Regions from separate parts of the Muntiacus reevesi genome. Here regions 2 and 3 are each linked to region 1. A link is a contact called in public Hi-C data. All regions are on one chromosome and are shown on one strand. Each heading gives the region's core, a stretch centred on a gene start, on an enhancer-like site or on the middle of the called end of the contact. The rest is flanking DNA. Distances are from core to core; before and after follow the strand shown. Region 1 holds the start of GPBP1L1 (GC-rich promoter binding protein 1 like 1). Region 2 holds the start of PIK3R3 (phosphoinositide-3-kinase regulatory subunit 3). Region 3 holds the start of TOE1 (target of EGR1, exonuclease).

Evidence for each region. A called contact is a pair of places that touch in the nucleus more often than the background predicts.
Region 2: a Hi-C map of muscle shows a contact between it and region 1, with 3 times the contacts expected there. The contact joins the promoter of PIK3R3 here to the promoter of GPBP1L1 in region 1. A contact is called at or near these places in 2 of 3 Hi-C or Micro-C datasets (blood and muscle).
Region 3: a contact with region 1 is called in a Hi-C map of muscle, with 6 times the contacts expected there. The contact joins the promoter of TOE1 here to the promoter of GPBP1L1 in region 1. A contact is called at or near these places in 2 of 3 Hi-C or Micro-C datasets (blood and muscle).

Annotation. Positions count from the first base shown.
Region 1 is chr1:159,184,484-159,188,453 of mMunRee1.1, forward strand. It overlaps GPBP1L1 (GC-rich promoter binding protein 1 like 1), which reads left to right and starts at 1,800. Exons shown (of 12, transcript XM_065914056.1): 1 at 1,800-1,893. It overlaps TMEM69 (transmembrane protein 69), which reads right to left and starts at 616. Exons shown (of 3, transcript XM_065929354.1): 1 at 524-616.
Region 2 is chr1:158,772,103-158,776,072 of mMunRee1.1, forward strand. It overlaps PIK3R3 (phosphoinositide-3-kinase regulatory subunit 3), which reads left to right and starts at 1,904. Exons shown (of 11, transcript XM_065913868.1): 1 at 1,904-2,702. The coding sequence starts at 2,597.
Region 3 is chr1:159,504,705-159,508,674 of mMunRee1.1, forward strand. It overlaps TOE1 (target of EGR1, exonuclease), which reads right to left and starts at 1,803. Exons shown (of 8, transcript XM_065914167.1): 1 at 1,604-1,803; 2 at 737-879; 3 at 608-648; 4 at 366-462; 5 at 80-238. The coding sequence starts at 1,655. It overlaps MUTYH (mutY DNA glycosylase), which reads left to right and starts at 1,766. Exons shown (of 16, transcript XM_065914135.1): 1 at 1,766-1,904.

The DNA.
Region 1 (3,970 bases), core at 550-3,049:
AAAGAGTCGGACACAACTGAGTGACTGCACAAACACACACACACACTTCCTGACTCCCAAACACACATAACTTGCAGGACCGACCTACTCACGTTTGTTCAAAATCACCTTTTTACGGGATTTCAAAAATCTACATGCTCCCTCAACCTTCCGAACTCCCTAGGCTCTGTGACAAGTGCTTTCCAACTCAAGGGTATTAAAGCAAAAATGTGGTAGCCTAAAGCCCGGGATGACAACGGGTGAGGAGATTAAGGACAAAGACCCAAGAGTTAATCCACTCAATCTGGGTGAAAATGCTCAATACTTTCACTGCGCCAAACTGCAACTGCAACTCTTAGAGCCGACATCAGTAGAAACTGATGCAACTCTTAGAGCCGACATCAGTAGAAAAGGGATGAATTCTGGACGCAGAAATCCCCGGGAAATTTTGTTCAACAGTGCCCGCATCTTCAATTTACACCAAAGCCTTGGAGCCCCACCACTTTTCCCAACCTGCACCTGTGGCTACAGCCCTGCTACTCACTTGCCAGCGTCGCACACAGGTAGAAATCCGAACTGCAAGAAGAGCTCGGACTCTTGGAAAAAAGTCTTCCGGCCAGTGAGAATAAATAGTGCCACCCCCCCGCCCCCACTTCCTGAGAGCAAAAAAAGTGAGTCCGGGTGGAAACTTGACCAGCGCTAGCTAGTTCCCACCCTGGGTTTTCTGTAAAATCTTAGTTCTAGTAGAAACTGGCTTTTGAAGTCTGTAGGGTATATAAACGGTCCTTTCCTTTCTAGTCCAGGTTTCCCAGCCAAGAAAATCTGCCCCACAGAGTTCGGGAAGATAGAGTGCAGTTACTGAGTGATGGTGGTAAAGGAAGGTAGGAGATTTGGAGTCTAGGCCAAGTATGACTTGGCCAAATTGCTTGCCATCTCTGGATCTCGTTTTTTCTTTTTAAAAAATATTTGTTTATTTGGCTGCACCGGGGTCTTAGTTGCAGCATGTGGGATCTAGTTCCCCGACCAGGGATAGAACTGGAACCCCCCTGCACTGAGAGTGCGGAGTCTTAACCATTGGCTCACCAGCGAAGTCCCTGGAACTCATTTTTTACTTTGCATTTAAAGGGGTTTCTAGGATAGCCTGGGCATATCTCACAGCTCATTAAGGTACTGAACTAATACTACTTAAGGGGGGAAAGTTCCACTTCATTCTCTTTGCTGGTACCTGTAAATTTTGTTAAGAAATAAAGAAAACAAGGGGCAAGACTTATTTTCATGAAAACTGTGATAAGAGCCTTTAGGGTGACCCGTAAGTTAGATTATTCCTCCTGTCACTCTCTAACTTTTATTTGTGGGCTTTGTGACCTTGAGCAAGTCCCTTCCCTTCTCTGGGCCTCCATTTCACAGTCTATCAAAGGAAACACCATCAGGCAATTTTGTTTATCTGAAAACAAAAGGAGAGCTGCAGGAGTCCACGCTAGCCAGTTCCTCCATTCCTCCCGATTCTTGGTAGTCTAGCTTCCTGGTTGCCGGCTATCACTTGGTTTAGCCTGTCGTACAGAACAGGTTCACAGCGAATTCTTCGTAATAGTAACACTTTTCAGTTGCCATAAGCTTTCACTTTTATTTCCTTCTCGGCCATGACTGCGCCGCCCCTTCCCGTTATGCGATACCCAATGAGGCTTAGAGCCGAAGAATCAGCTACTCCGCCCTGGCACTGGAGCAGGCTCTGGCCAGAAAACCGCCCAATACTGGGACAGGGGCGTGACGCCAGCGGTCGGGCGGAACTACCACTCCCAGCGGGTAGTGCGTCGGGACCAGCCACTCAGGTCGCCAAAGCCCGGCCGTGTGGCCTGCTGGGGGCTGGAGTCTTAACGGCGCGCGCACGTGAAAGGAGGAAGGAAGGAGCCGAAGGTGGGAAAGGGTCGGAAAGCACACGCGCCTACAAAACCGGTTTGTTAGTACTTGTAAGGTAGTTTGGAGAAGTGCGCTTGCCGAGAGGTGGGGTGTGGGAAGGTGCAGAATGAAGGGGCGGGGAAAAATAGGTGCACATATACACCCCCCACCCACTCATTCACCGGCGCCCAGGCCCTAGTGCCTGGAGAGGAGATATGAAGGGGAGTACCAAACCCAGCTGGTCTCCGCCTCTGAGGCGGCGCTAGGAAAGACAGTGTTCAACTCTGTAGAGGGGCGGAGGCGCCGCCAGGAGCCGCAGCGGAGGGAGCTGGGGGCGGGGCGAGGAATAACCGCCGTCCTCTCGGCTAAACGTTGGCTGCTTGGGGCGCCGGCGGGGGTCACCCGAACTGGGCTCATGCGCATGCGCGTGCGCCCTTGTGGGCGGTGCGAACGGGTGGGCGTGTGTGAGGCGGGATCAGATTGGGGGAGGGCCAGGCTGGTCGTCGCTCCTCCCCCTCCACCCGGTCTGCCCCTCCTGGGCCGTGTGGGCCGGGCAGCCATTTTGGGAAGACCTTTGTTATGGTTGTGGGCTCTCCACCTCTGCCGGATCAGGAAGCTGGGGACGCACCCTCAGACGCCGCGACTGGTCCCTAACTGTAGCCCCTCCACTGCCCGGTGAGTGAGAGTTCCCGACAACGGGCAGTAGGGGATCGTGAGTGACCCGGCGCAGGGCTCCACCCGGTGCCTGACTGACCGGCTGTTGAAACAAGTTGAAGGCGGCTCTCACACAGGTGGTTGGGTGTAGGTCGGTCCGGGGACCGGGAGCAGAGCCCACGGGCCGTGTGGTTCGAACGGGGCACCTTCCCCCACGCGTGGAGCTTTGCACACGACCTTCGTCGAGACTGCCAGAGCGCTCCTACTTCAACTTTGCTCTTCGGGTCGGAACACTCACCTGCGGCTCTCTGGCTCCTCTCCAGGCGTTCCGGCTTGTTGGTGATTGAGTAGCTTGGTTTACGGGTTACTTTTTCTTTCTCTTTCTTAAATTAGAGCCAAGGGCTTTTGTTTTCCAGTGATGGAAAAATCTAAGGGGAAAAAACGTGTGAGTCAAATGTGGGGTATCTACGAGGAAAAGAAGAGCTTTAACCCCGCACCCCTGCCCCCAGTGTTCCGGTTCCCCTTGGTAGCGAGGTGTTTTTGTTGATTTAGATTGTCTGTCCAGCCCCTACCGACTCCTCCTTACCTGGAGAAAAAAGCTGGTCGATCTTTAAGCGTTTTAGTGAGGACTTTTTCTGTTTTGTATCTACCTCTCCCTACTCCCCGTGAAACTCAAAAGAAAGACTGAATCTAAAATGGCTGTAGCTTGGGGAAGTGCCCCGAGCTTATTAACTTAAATATGTTAACAAATCTCGAATTCTTAGTTATTTTTCCTTAGTTGTTCTTCAACAACTGGGTCTTTTGATCTTACTGTTGTCTTATATTGAAGAGTCTTTGCTAGGTGAAAACAAAGGTGAGGCTAAAGTAGTTTGCTTACTCCAAAAGTTTACATAAGAGTGGGTGCGGTTTTTTTGGTAGTTGCTTATAGTTTTGAAATTGTGCTGTGGTGTTAATTTTATCAGCCAACTTTGTGCTGTTAAAGTTGGTTTGTCATATTTGTTAAAATACTTGCTCTTAATGTTTATTGCTTATCTGGGAAAAATAGTTTATGATGGCTCATGTTTTAGGTTAGTAACATAAGTCACATTCTGTGTAATTCTTTCCAAAAAGTATAGTGATTGGTCTTCAGTAGACTTAGATTTGCAGTTTGGTCGATTACTGGCCTTTTCTAAGGTCTTTTATGTTGGGACATGTCTCAAGAATGTAAGACAAATGAAAACAAACTTTAAGTGCAGTGCCTGATTGTTGTGCCCTTTCAAACAAAAGGCTGTTTTTTTGTTTGCTGCTTAAAAAAAAACGATTAGATCCAGAGGTTTAACTGAAAACAAAAGGGCATAGAATGGAAATAAAAAACAGTTAACTTCAGTATTTGGGAAGATGCTCCAGTTTCAAGTTGAAATCTGTCTAAAAGATAAAATAATAAAGTGCTAATTTTGAATGA
Region 2 (3,970 bases), core at 654-3,153, 410 kb before region 1:
AAATTAATGTGCCCTGTCCCAGGTAGATTTGCCTCCTGAATCACATTTGAATTTCAGAAATGTAAGAAAGTAAGTCTACTAAGAATCCTGATGTGTTTTTTCAGCACAGTCCGGTCCATTCCTTCTTTCTGACTCTTTTCAACCAGTGACTTTATACACAGTCCATACACATTTTGACTGTCTGCTCCCAGGAACTGTCTCAACTCACAGTCAGAGCAACTTTAAGGAAGGCAGAACCACTTGAGGAGGTTGAGGGTGAAACGTGGCAACTTTCCCACAGGCATGTCAATATAGCAGAGCCACTCACGGTAGTTTTTGCTAGGGCTTAAATCAGGTTGTCAACCCAAACACAATGCGCTTTGTTATTCCTGTGTAAAGAGGAAATGGAGCAGTTTTTGGCCTCCTGACTGTATTGCAGAGTATGAAGAACGGCAATTCCAGGCCCAACCTTCAAGAGATGCTACTGTACCCCCTATCCCCAGCAAGTTAATTAGCAGTTTCTGAAATGCGTAAAATATTCAGCATTTCATACTTTAAGAATGGGGGAGGGACTGGGTATACGTGGAAGAGGGTCTGTTAGGGGGGAACAGAATAGAGCCCTTTTGGCGAGAGATTCCACCTGTGATTTATTTCGAAACTCACACACGCGCTGTAATTGCAATGCTTTTTTTTTCCCCCCTGGCTCGAGCACTCGAGTTGAGGGGCCTGCTGTGGCGCTCCACTATTTATTTCAGGTGTGGCGAGTTCCCCCTGGGTTCAAAAGTCCTGATGTGGAAAGCACAGAGGAACTGCGAAATGCCTCCTTAAAAAGTGCCTCACTGCTCAAGGGAAGAAATCGAGGCAGAGCTCAGGTAGCGGCCGGGACTGCTGCACGGGGCCCACGGGCTTGTCCTCCCGCTGAGCAATAACGGTCCAGCAACTGGCTTTAGAGACCTTTGCTTTATCTGACAACTTATCATGGGGGGTGGGTGAGGTGGGGCGGGCTGTCCCGGCAAGGGGAAGAGGTCCGTGGGGGAAGAACTATGCCCGGGGACACCCTAAGGGCCAGAAGACCGCGCGTCCCGCCAAGTGACAGCACGCTCCCCTCTCGGTCCGCTCCCCTCCCCCGCGGCCAGTCTCCGGGCAGAGGTGTCTCGCGCCAGCCCGTCCTCCCCCTCTTCTACTCGTCCGAGCGGACCGAGCCTCAGCGGGAGCCCCGCCTGTCTCCGGGCAGCTTGAGCCCCCGAGCGCTCGCCCAGCCTGTCAGTAACCGCCGTTTGCGCTTTCTTTCTTTCTTTTTTTTTTTTCCTCCTCTTTTCTTTCCCCCTTCTGCCTTTGTCCCGCTTAGTAACTAGGCTCCGACCAATCGCCGCCACACCGGCCGGCGCCGGCTGGCTCCTGATTGGCCCACTTGGGGCGCGCAGTCGTCTCCCGCTCCTTGGCTGGAGCAAGGCAGACAAAAGACGCAGGCTCCGGGCTCCGGCAACCCGACTCAGCCAATCACCATCCACTTCACTCTCTCTTCCCCCTCCTCTCCTCCCTGCTCGCCTCTCCCTCCCGGCCCGGCTCGCGTGCTCCAGGCACTGACTCCTGGCGAGCAGCCAGCGCCCGGGCCCTACCATTCTGATTGAGGCTGAGGGGGGGAGAGAGGTTGGTGGGTTAAGGAGCCGAGGCCTAGGGTGCGATAGGGAAAATTGATAGCTGAGGCAGAGGACAGTTTTACTCACACCGTCTCAGGCAGCTGACAGAAACCCCAACACTTCGAGGCGGGATAGAGTGGAAGGGGCACTGGCGATGCTGGCCGTCCCCCCTGCTCGGCCTGGTTGGGTGGCGCCTCAGCGGGGGAGCTTGGGGGCGGGGGAGAGTGTCCCCCTCCGCGCCGTTAAAATGAAACTCTAGTGGCTGGAGTCAGGGCAGAGCGTGAGGGGATCAGGCGCTGGCGGGCTCGCTTACAGCCCGGCGGGAGCGTCCGGCCAGGCAGAGCTAACTGGACTCTGGAACAGGACCCCATCCCGAAGCTGCAGCAGCTTCGGTTCCGAGTCCGAACGGAACGAAGCCCGGGCCCCGGCCCCTGAGGGGATCTCTCCTCGCAGACCAGTGGGACCCCGAAACTTGAACGCAATACCCAACCCCCTTTTTATTCTTTCCTTTGTCACTTCCCCACCTTTCTTGCAACGCGTTCTTTTTTCCCCCCCTCTCCATTCTCCCTCTCGAAGGACACGAAAGTGGCTTCCGCGGAAAGATTTGAAGGCGATAGGAGCTTTTCTCTTTGCAGAACGACTGTGTAGAAGGGATTTTTGGAAAGCCGCTTTTTACACCTCTGCCCTCGCCCCCCCCACCCCCACCCTACCCCCGCCCCAAGCCTCTCTGTATCCCTTCGAGGAGAAAAGCCCGTAGATTGAACATTCCGGGGGCATTTTGTTTGATGCCGGAGGAGAGGGCAGAAGGACCCCGTCCTCATCCTAGTAGTTGGCTGGACTTGTACCGGCCGTTGGAAACCCCGAAGTACATTTTCCAGTGGGACTTTTACAGATATATATTTTTAGATTTTTAAATAGCAGATAAAGAATATATATGCTTTCTATATATTTTCTGACGACCTGCCCCTGACAGCGCGATGTACAATACGGTGTGGAGTATGGACCGCGATGACGCAGACTGGAGGGAGGTGATGATGCCCTATTCGACAGAACTGATATTTTATATTGAAATGGATCCTCCAGGTACTTGGGAGAAAAAAAGAATCTTGTGATGGGTCTGATCTGTGTTTAACAAGACCTTGCTGATGTTTTCCGGGCAGAAGTATTCTTGGGTGCTCTAGGTTCGGGATGAGGAGCTGATTTGCAGTTAGAGCTGCAGTAAAAACTGCTTCTGGTTTACACGTTTAAAGTTTGCAGTTAGGACCCCGATCCTATTGTCCTGTTCTCGAGAGTGCGGGTGGGGGCTGGGGTGGTGGGGGTGGGAGGAAGGACCCGTTTCTTTTACTTTGCCTTTGCTTGTCGTTCAGGTTTTCGTCGTACCCTCCACTCCACCCCCCCTTTCCCCCCCCTGTTTCAATTAAAGATTCTACCTGCAAAGGATGCTTTATATCCCAGTCTTAAAGTCAGTCTTTCCCTTTAGGGGAATTCTTTAAAGCTTGTCATTTAGTACGTTTGGTTCGCTGTGTTTTACCTTCGTTAACTTCTGAAACTGGGCTTGCCTATGTGATTATTCGTTTTAAAGACCCCCTTTTCTCTCGTGGAAACCGAATGCCGGTTAGTGATTTTCAGGGGCTGGGCTTTTTATTCAGTCATGGCCTTAGTCTGAGGTTTTTCTTTTCAGAATATAGTCGCTCAGAGAGATTAGCGTGCACTGTTTTATTACTCTTTAATTTATGGTAATTTAACTTAATTTATGGGATAGTATTTAATGTAACTTCGGTTCTTAGCATAAAAAGAGGAAGAACCTTTTTTGTGTGAATATATGTGATGTGTACATACATGTGATAGGTTTGAGTGCCCATAATGTAAAGTATACATACACTGTATTTTTACTTTAGAGCTTTGTCTGAGATCCTTACAGACATTTTGTGTATATGGTAGAAAAAGAAAAGGAAGGAAAAATGGAAAAGTTGGGTAATTTTTTTTCTTTTAAGTCTATGTCCTGATTATCAGCTGTCAGATTTTCAAATCCTGTTTGCAATTATAGACAGTGCTTTATGTAATGATTTTGAATAAGTAGAGGGCCTTTGTGACTATTTTTGTTGAGGATGAATTCGTTATGTCTTTTAAAAATGTGTTATAGCTAAGCCTACAGAATAAATTGTGTCATTGGGGAATCTCAGTTATCATAAGACTGTATGTTTTTGGAAACCTTTGAAAAGATCTGAGCCCATGAAAGTGTAATGAAGTATAACTGTCTTACAGGATGTATGTAGAAATTATTTCCTGTGTCCTTGTGAACAGTGAATTCTCCTCTTTGTGTTTTTTTTTTCAATTAGTCATCGAGTGAT
Region 3 (3,970 bases), core at 553-3,052, 320 kb after region 1:
AGATCCTCCCCAGTGTACCCAGCCTAGAGTAGTAAGAAATGAATTCACAGGAGAGGCAGTCTCAAGGCTGAAGATCTACCTTGTCATTCCCCTTGTGGTAGGGGATTCCCTGAGCGTACTGCCGGTTGAAGTTGAAGCCGTGCTGTACCAGGAACTGCACAGACTTTGGTTCAATGACATACTCTTCCATGCACAGTAGGGTCAGATTGAACACTTGGGCCAGGTATGAGTGTTCACCCTGGGAGAAGAAAAGATTCTGCAACATCCAGCCTTAGGAGAAAAAACGTCATAGCTGATGTTCCTCAGTATCTCAATCCCTCCTTCCCTAGCCACAGACCTGGGATGGGGGTGAGAGTAACCCATACCTTGTCTGGCTGCTGCTTGAAGCAGGCGAGGCCCAGGGAGAGGATGGAACGGGTCCTGGCAGCATGACACACGGCCTTGTAACGTTCCTCGATGCACCTTGGGGTTGGGTTTGGGGGTGGCTGTGGCTGGGAGTTAGCTTCATGAAAGACCCAAACCACCCAAGGCTGTGACCTCCACTCCAGGGTTGAGGTCTGCCCTTCTTGGCAAGGCTAGGACTAAAGAGATCAGGGCTTATACTTACTGGTTCAGCAAACACTTCCTGTCCCCAAGCCCACTCAGTTCCTGTGGATCAGTAAAGGGAGAGCTGTGTTAGGTTCTGCAGTACCAGCCCTTTCACCACCACCTGCTCTCCCAGTTCCCCAGCTCTAACCGTGTCCACAGCCACAAAGTTAGCCGTCTTTATAGCCAGGAGGAGGGATGGCCACATCTCCTTGAAGTTGTCACTTTGCACATCCACCACGGGAACCTGGACTACTAGCTCCTCCCCAGATTTTGTGCTTTGGCTGACACCATCTGGAGATAAGAAGGGTGATGGACATTAACACTCAGGAAAGAGCCCAAGGGAACAGACACCAAGCTAGGCCATGGCTGGGGGTAGGGGCAGCTTTCCCGTCAAGCGTTATATTGCATATGCTTTATAAACAGGATTGGAGTGAACAATGCCCTGAATTTGGGGAGAGAAAGCTTGGGTCTTCCAGTGGCCGATGTAAAATTCTGGGAAAAATTTTCCCCTTAGCATCAAAACCTGTAAAAGAGGAAGGCTGAACTAGACAATCTGTTGAGGTTCCTTTTCCCCATATCCTGCAGGAAATATTTTGTAAGGCTTGAGGTCTTCAGGCCCTTTAAAATCCCACAACGCTCTGTAACCGTTCCCATGGTTCCTCATAGCCACAAGTGGCAGTAGCCAGTACGCGCCAGAGCCTAATAAATAACGCCCCAATCCGTCCTACTTCCTGTGGACCACAACTCCCAACCTCCCCCAATTAACAGAGCTATAAACCCCAGACTACATCTCCCGACATGCCCCCACGAGTCCTAACTATCCTGCCAACACTCCAGGCTTTTGGAGGCGGAACCGCGGTGCACACCGGGACATGTAGTCTCCTCGTGGCTGATTCAAAAGGAAGGCGCTAGTCCTCTGAAACTTGAGGCCTGCTTCTTAGAACTACGAGTCCGTGGGCCTCCGCTACCGCGGAGCGCACAGGCTTTGAAAACGGCCCCTGGGAAAGCCACTCACCGTCTGAGACCGCGGGAGCTGAGGCTGCGCCATCGTCACTGTCGGCGGCCATGACACCGCGGGTCCCTCGCCAGTATAGTCACTGGGCACGGGGGACTTCCGCTTCGTCTCCTCTCTCGGTTCCTGCAGTCGGGGATGGGGCGGGGTCTCACGCCAAGAATCGCCGAACGTTAGGACTTCCTTTAAGGTCGCCTGGGTCTGGCGCGGAGGAGGCAGCCTGGCGCGCGCTGGAAGCGTATTGGCCGGCGTGGTTCGGCTCGCCGCCAAAATTGGCCGGGGCCACGCCCCCTGGAGTTCGTCGGTGAGCTTGGCGCGGGAAATCACGCGGGAGGTAATTCCTTCTTCCCGTGCGACCCGGCGGGAACGCAGGCTTTCGCGTTACGCTGTCTTCATCGACTCTGCCCAGGGGTGGGGGTTGGGGGTTTTATGTCTGTAGAGGATGAGATGATACCTGAGCTAAGCTTAAAGCAAGCGTATAAGTTATGCAGACTAAAGAGTGTGGGGGAAAAAAGATTTGGGAAAAGGCAAGCTCCTAGGGAGGGTGGAGAGCTCATTGCATTCCAGCAAGTGAAAGGAGCGGGGAGCGGGCAGGAGATGAGGCTGAGGAGGGTGAAAGGGACACTTTTGAAACAATAGACGCGCGTGATGACGACTAGAATTAGGCTCCAGCAGTGACAGCGTGTAAGCAGTTAGGAGTTATAGTTACTCCTGAGAGGTTTTGGATTTGATTTTCTGCTACTGAGAGTTGCCCCTACCGTGGACCAGAACTTTCCCAAGAGCTCTAGTTTCCACCAAGGACTCTGAACCTTTTCTCTCTCTGATTATTTGCTGTTTCCAGTTCATCCTTTCTCTCTATTGAATCTTTTCATCATCATTCTGAATTGTTTGGATTTCTCCCATTCTGGAAAGAAGGGGTACTTTTTATGCAGTTTGCCTGGCACTGTGCTCTGCACAACAGTGTCAACAAAAGACACCCAAGTTTCTTTTCATGGAATTTTACAGTTAAGTGAGGAAAGCAGACACTGATCTGCTCACAAATAAACATGAAATTATGATTGGTATAAGAGCAACAATGGAGAAGTACAGAAGTGGGTAAGACTGGAGGGATCTGATTTGAACATTTAAGTCAAGACCTGAAGAGTGAATAAACCTTAGGTAAAACAGAAGAGCTGTCCAAGCAGAGGAAATGAACTAGGTGAGGCCTCAAGGTGGACAGACACTTTGGGAATTTGCAACTATTTCAGGCAAACATGGCTGGAGCACAGTGGGTGAGGGGATGAGGCAGGTTGAGCTGTTTGTATCCTACAAAGATACATTAAGAGGATTGGCTCCTGAGAGCAATGGGTGTGACAGCCAAAGTCCTCTGGTGGCCTACAAGGTACTTTGTAATCCTATTCCCCCCACCTTGTTTGAAATGGCAGCAAACTCCAGTATTCTTGCCTAGAGAAGCTCATGGATAGAAGAGCCTGGAGGGCTACAGTCACAAAGTCGGAAACGACTGAGTGACTTTCACTTTCCCTTTCTTTACCTCTTTGACCTCACCTGCTGCTCACCCCTTCCTTATTCAGTTTCTAACCACACTGACTTCCTCATTCTACAAACACACCAGGTACCCTGCTTAGGGCCTTTGCACTAGCTTCTCAGGATGCCTTTCCCACAGGTAGTCATCCATATGGGTAACTCCTTTAACTGCTTAAAGTCATTGGTCAAACATTGCTCTAACAAGGCCCACCTTGACCATGTTCTTTTAACATTGCAACATTCCACCACCCTCACTTACTTCTTATCCCCTTTACAAGTCTACTTTGACTGTTTATGCTAGTTTTTATCACCTAACATCCTATATAATTGGCTGATTTTGTACATTGTTTTTTGTCAATCCCATAAACTCTGTGAAGGCCCAAACCTTTGATATTTTATTTATTGAAGTATTCCAAGTACCTAAAACTGCTTGGCACATAGTAGGCACTCCATTAGTAATTATGGAAATCAGTGAGTTTGGCTAAGAAAGTTTTGCTAGGAAGCGTGTGTGTCTTATGGATGGAATTGGAAGAGGAGGAGAAAACATTCCTCCATATGATTGGATAAGGGAGAAGGAAAATGCAGATGGAGGGAAGTTTATGCATTGGTTCTTTTTTCTGAAGGCGGAAGCAAGTTCTTTTGATGAAAATGAGGTGTGAAGCCTAGCTAGAACATGGAAGCAGCCTAGATGTCCATCAACAGATAAATGGATAAAGAAGTTGTGGTATATATACACAATGGAATATTACTCAGCCATAAAAAGGAACACGTTTGAGTCAGTTCTAATGAGATGGATGAACCTAGAACCTATTATACAGAGTGAAGTGAGTCAGAAAGAGAAAGATA